2 separate regions of the Mus musculus genome follow, and region 1 is linked to region 2. Evidence: chromatin contacts called from public HiChIP or PLAC-seq data. All regions are on one chromosome and are shown on one strand. Each heading gives the region's core, a stretch centred on a gene start, on an enhancer-like site or on the middle of the called end of the contact. The rest is flanking DNA. Distances are from core to core; before and after follow the strand shown.

Region 1 (2,700 bases), core at 75-2,574, 310 kb before region 2:
AGAAATGTTTCCTTCTCCCCAGAGGCTTGGGAGAACTTCTATTGCTTCGAAGAGCACAGAGCTAGTCTTTCTCCTACCCCTAGTGGAGACTTGGCTACCTGCCTGTCGCAGCAGGAGTGCTCGTCTCTCTTCAGCGCATGCGCAAGGGTCTCCTGCTTGCGCAGCCCCAGGTGTGACCCAAAGCCAGCGCAGAAGGAGCCCAGCTGTGTCTCAGCTTTCCAGGCCCCAGGGAGGGGTCACGGCTTCCGACTTCCGACTTTGGCAGCTGAGCCTTGTTGAAGGTCTGCTTCTTTGCTGTAGCCTCTTCCCAAGCCAGCTGTCATGGTCCTGAGGTCAGGAAGAAGCGACCTCTCATTGTGCTGCGAGAGGTGGCCCCTTGCTGAAGAAGGCTGTTCTGGTCTCCAGCATGGTCCCCTGTGACTTAGTACTTAGTGGGACTGAGGCTGCAGTTCTTGGCTTTTGCTGGGTCTTTTCTGTCTTAGAGCCTTCACACACAGGGGACATTCAGAACACGGGACATTCAGAACACTGGGGACATTCAGAACACATCAGAGGAGTTGAGAAGGTGGGGCAAAGGAGCAGCTTCCATTCTCATCTGCAAAATGGGGACAGTGACAGTCTCAACTGAGATGAGATGAGAACTGGAAACAGGACATGAAATAAATAATCCTTGTCACATAAGCTTTCAGTATAATTTCTTTCTTTCTTTCTTCTTCTTCTTCTTCTTCTTCTTCTTCTTCTTCTTCTTCTTCTTCTTCTTCTTCTTCTTCTTCTTCTTCTTTTCCTTCTCCTTCTCCTTCTTCTTCTTTTCTCCTTCCTTCCTTCCTTCCTTCCTTCCTTCCTTCCTTCCTTCCTTCCTTCCTTCCTTCCTTCCTTTCTTTCTTTCTTTCTTTCTTTCTTTCTTTCTTTCTTTCTTTCTTTCTTTTTCTGAGCTCAGTTTGGTAGGATCATCACAAAACAAGCCCGGGTAATAACAGGACTCCAGAGAGTAAGTTCTGACCTCCAGAGTCCTGACCCCAAATCTTTCCAGCTTCTGACACAAGCAAGATGTTGAACCTTTCTGTCTCCAGGTTTTCCTCTGAGCCCTCTCCTGGGAAGCTGTAAGAGCTGAGATAACACAGTTCAGGGCTAAGGGCAACACTTGGCAATAAGGAAGTAGCAGCCACTAGTTGAGGAGCTGTAGAAGGACCGAGAAGGGAGGTGCATGGGCTAGATCCCCGTCAAGAAAGCTTCCTGAGGGAGCAGCCATCCAAGCAAGGCAAGCACACGTGCGCCAGACAGCACCAGGTGCACAGGCTGTGGATGCCTGTGAGACAGAACAGCAAAGACAACGCCCAAGGCAGTAAAAGCCCTTCGAACCGGAAATGCCTAAAGGGGGCTCAGACAGTGAATGTGGAGAGTTTTCTGGGTCCCACCACAGCCAGCAAAGAAGCTGCAACTCTTGATAACTTGGCTGGTTCTACATCAGTGAATCTGAAGGTCGCGCTCTTAGCAGCCTTCATAGTAGGAAACTCAGACCCCATGCACGCTGTGTGCTGTCCTCTGATGCTAATGCGTCCCACCAATTCCGAGGCGTACAGTTGTATCTTTCCTCTAGTCTTTGGGTCAGAGTGCACCTCCCAATTCCAGCCCACCTTGCTGAAGGTCAGGTATCCGAGGCTCCAGGGCCTAACACTTATAGCTTTGGATTCTCAGGTTAAGGATTTGAATAAGACAGAATTTGCAAATTCTTAGGAGGATGCTGTGTGAGCAGCTTGTAGCTCAAGTTCCCTGGGGCTGTGCGATCTCTGCCTGACTGTGCTCACTTCTCATTTCTGCCTGCCCTGAACTGCAAATGCATCATAATCTAACTCCGTGTAGGTGCTTTCTATAAGAGTTCACTGGAGGACATTCAAAGTCTCCTAATGCTAACACCGAGCTTTCCAGTCAGGAACACCTCAAATGTTACAGAAAACAAAATTTGATTCCATCTGTGGATGATCTGTTTAATATCTTCTCATTTCTAAGAAGAAAAAAACCAACCAAACAAACCCAAAGGTTAAAATGATGTTACATGTGGTCTCACACATGTGATGCAGGCAGAGTTCTGAGAATAGAAGGCAGTTTCTGTGTGCCAGACACAAAGGGTTAAATAGAGAACTTGGGGTTTCAGTGACACTGTGGGATGCAGAGAGGGGGACAAGGATGCCTGTGCTGGAGGTCACAGTTTCAATCAATGATGGTTTAAGTGAGTAGGCTCATCTTGGTGGCTTGCCTGGTTGCTGCTCCACTTTTCAGGAGGCTTAGAGAAACCTCATCTGCTGGGCCAAAGCAGGCAGCTCTGGAAAGTTCTCTGGAAGCTACAGAAAATCTCTGCCCTGTCCCTAACATCTGCCTGCAACCGCCTCTGGAAATAGCAACTACTTCCCCTTGCGTCCTGACTTGCAAAGCCACACCAATTCCTCTTGAAGGCAAACTCTAACCTGGATCAGCTGGAAAGGAAACATGAGTCTCTCAGCCTTAGGGTCTCACGAGCGTTGGGCTCGTACCCTAAGGTACTTGGCGGTTTTCATCCTTTAGCAAAGTCTCTGGGGTCGGGTGCACCTTCCACTTGATTTTGTTACCATCCCTGGTTACCTGGATGAAGGCAGGATCTCCCAGAGGTTGTCTTTGCTTTGGTTGGCTATCCAAGGCATACTGCTCTTCCAGATGCAGGGTAAC
Region 2 (2,700 bases), core at 198-2,697:
AGGCTCGAGAGAAAGTTCAGTGAGAAACAACTAAACTGACATTCTTGTACCAAACAGACTTGCGGGAACACTTCGCTGATCGGCTCAAGTTCTGTAATAAGGATTGTTAAGCAACTAGAGAAGAAACCGCACAATCACCTATGGTGATTCAGATTTTGATTGTGATCACGGGACTCTTGTTCGGATGGATCGTCTTCTCGTAGATATGTCAGTTTCCTTCACCACAGTCTGTCTCTACACTTCATTTTCCTTTCTATGTTTTCCTGGTATCTATCTGAAGTTCTCGAGCTGTGGTCCTTTGTCCCCAAAGACAAGCAGCTAGCTATAAGTACTGTCCATGCCAGGGCACAGGTTGGACCTTCCCTAGGTGGCTGCCTCAGCATGTCCTGTTCCTCAGAGACCTCTCTTTGCTATTTTGGTATCTACACAGTATCCCCCTCCCCTCCCCTCCCCCTCCCCTCCCCCTCCCCTCCCCCTCCCCTCCCCCTCACCTCCCCCTCCCCTCCTCCTCCCCCTCCCCCTCCCCTCCTCCTCCCCCTCCCCCTCCTCCCTCTCCCTCCCTCTCCCTCCCTCCCTTGTTCCATCCTTCTTTCATTTATTTATTTTTCCTTCCAATACTGGATTCAGCCGACAGTAGTAACAGGGACTCTCCCACTGCAGAATGGTATCTCTAGCCTTGCTCATTTTAATGCCCCTTTCCAAACAGCTATGTCTTCCCAGTTTGGTTGCAATGGGTTTCTCAGCAAAACAAAACAAAACAAAACAAAACAAAACAAAACAAAACACCCTACCTCACCACCTAGCACCTTTGGTTTTGAAGTGGCTTATTTACAGTTACAACCTATATGGCAGGCAGTCTTTTTCTTGGTGCTTATGTGTGGATGTTTATATATGACTGTCTCAAAAAAGGGATTAGCAAAAAAGCTAAGGTAGATTTGGGATCTAGCCTAATGCTAATGTGTCCATTCGTGCTTTTGAATACATGTGGCTCATCTTAGGCCATGATCCATTCTCCCCGGGCTCCCTATCCTTGCCACTAAGAGGGAAGCACAGATAGCTTGGTTGACAATGCTGTCCCTGAGAATTCGTTCCTAACAGGTGTTAGTTAGGCAAGCTAAGAGGATGGCATTGCAAAAGGTGCTTAATGAGTGAAATGCACCGTGGGGATGTTACCAGCAATGAGCAGCAACCAGTCCGCTTGAGTTGACACTTAGCACAGTTTCCTGAATTTTAATGGTCATTTGTAAAGACCACTTACAATGGAAGTTTAATTTTAATGATGACTCCAGTGTCTCAGCAGTAGGCAAGAAAAGCTCTTTATCCAAACCCTAAGGAGGTGGTATAGGCAGTTGGGGAAACACAGCAGGTGGGTTTGTTAGGCTTGGCTCTGTGGTCAGGACTCTGGTTAGAGGCTTAGCTCCAGACCACACTGCTTCTGGGGATATGCGGTGCTTCTAACTTTTGTAAACTTCCGTTTCCTCCTATAAGAAGAGAACAAGTGTGCTACACACACTCCACTATATGAAAGGATTCGTGCAGAGGACTAAGCCCAGTGGAGGTCACTGTATAAAAGATGGAGTGGTACTTAGTACTTCTGTGGGGGGGAAGAGGCTTTGACTTCATTACTATCCTATGTTGGAGAAATTCTTTATGACATGACTTGCTTTTAATTTAATTTTATTTGTAATTCACTTTTTACACTCCCTATTCCATTCCCCGCTCCTCCCATCCACTCTCCGTCTACTCCACATCTCACACCTCCCCCCACCCCACCCCGTCTCCACGTGGATGCCCTCACCCCCCACCCCACCTGACCTCTAAACTCCCTGGGGCCTCCAGTCTCTCGAGGATTAGGTGCACCATCTCTGTATGAACACAGACCCAGCAATCCTCTACTGTATGTGTGTTGGGGGCCTCATATCAGCTGCTGTATGCTGCCTGTTTGGTGGTCCAGTGTTTGAGAGCTCTAGGGGGTCCAGATTAATTGAGACTGCTGGTCCTCCTACAGGGTTGCCCTCCTCCTCAGCTTCTTTCAGCCTTCCCTAATTCAACAAGAGGGGTCCATTGTTTGGGTGTAAATAACTCCACCTGACTCTTTCAGCTGCTTGTTGGGTCTTTCAGAGGGCAGTCATGATAGATTCCTTTCTGTGAGCACTCCATAAGCCTCAGTAATAGTGTCAGGCCTTGGGACCTCCCCTTGAGCTGGATCCCACTTTGGGCTTGTCGCTGGACCTTCTTTTTCTCAGGCTCCTCTCCATTTTCATCCCTGTAATTCTTTCAGACAGAAACAGTTATGGGTCAAAGGTGTGACTGTGGGATGGCAACTTCACTGATGTCCTGTCTTCCTGCTGAAGGTGGGCTCTATAAGTTCCCTCTCCCTACTGTCGGGTGTTTCATCAAAGGTCCCTCTCTATGAGTCCTGGCCACTGTGCTGTTACAGAACTGTCCAGACATTGGATGCTTCTTTTCTGACCTTCCTATGCGACTAGAATGATCATGTGGCTAAGGTTTAGCTGATCCAAGCCCAGACATAGGATTGGAGTCAGGAGTTACAGCAACAAAGGAGCTGGGATGAGCAATGCATCCCAGTGGTAACAGTAGCAGGGACAGCCAGTGTGTTCTGTGAGACAGGAACGCTTAGACAACGCTGTGGAGGCTTCCAGAGTTGTCTCTGGCAGGATCACAGCAAGCTGTGGTGAG

The links. HiChIP or PLAC-seq counts read pairs in DNA pulled down with a chosen protein or histone mark.
Region 1: a RAD21 HiChIP or PLAC-seq map of pro-B cells shows a contact between it and region 2, with 4 times the contacts expected there. The contact joins two enhancer-like sites. A contact is called at or near these places in 2 of 15 datasets of contacts at CTCF or cohesin (large pre-B cells and pro-B cells), 1 of 115 datasets of contacts at active chromatin or transcription factors (large pre-B cells) and 1 of 9 other capture datasets (embryonic stem cells).

What each region holds. Positions count from the first base shown.
Region 1 is chr10:118,977,010-118,979,709 of GRCm38.p6, reverse strand. No RefSeq gene overlaps it. Among named protein-coding and RNA genes, the nearest start is that of Gm33624, 29 kb to the left of the region's middle. Within about 2 kb of position 1,324, at least 36 of the 459 cell types and tissues checked have an H3K27ac peak or open chromatin away from gene starts, as enhancers often do. A contact at or near this core is called in pro-B cells, where this site is marked.
Region 2 is chr10:118,664,923-118,667,622 of GRCm38.p6, reverse strand. No RefSeq gene overlaps it. Among named protein-coding and RNA genes, the nearest start is that of Gm33337, 49 kb to the left of the region's middle. Within about 2 kb of position 1,447, at least 12 of the 459 cell types and tissues checked have an H3K27ac peak or open chromatin away from gene starts, as enhancers often do. A contact at or near this core is called in pro-B cells, where this site is marked.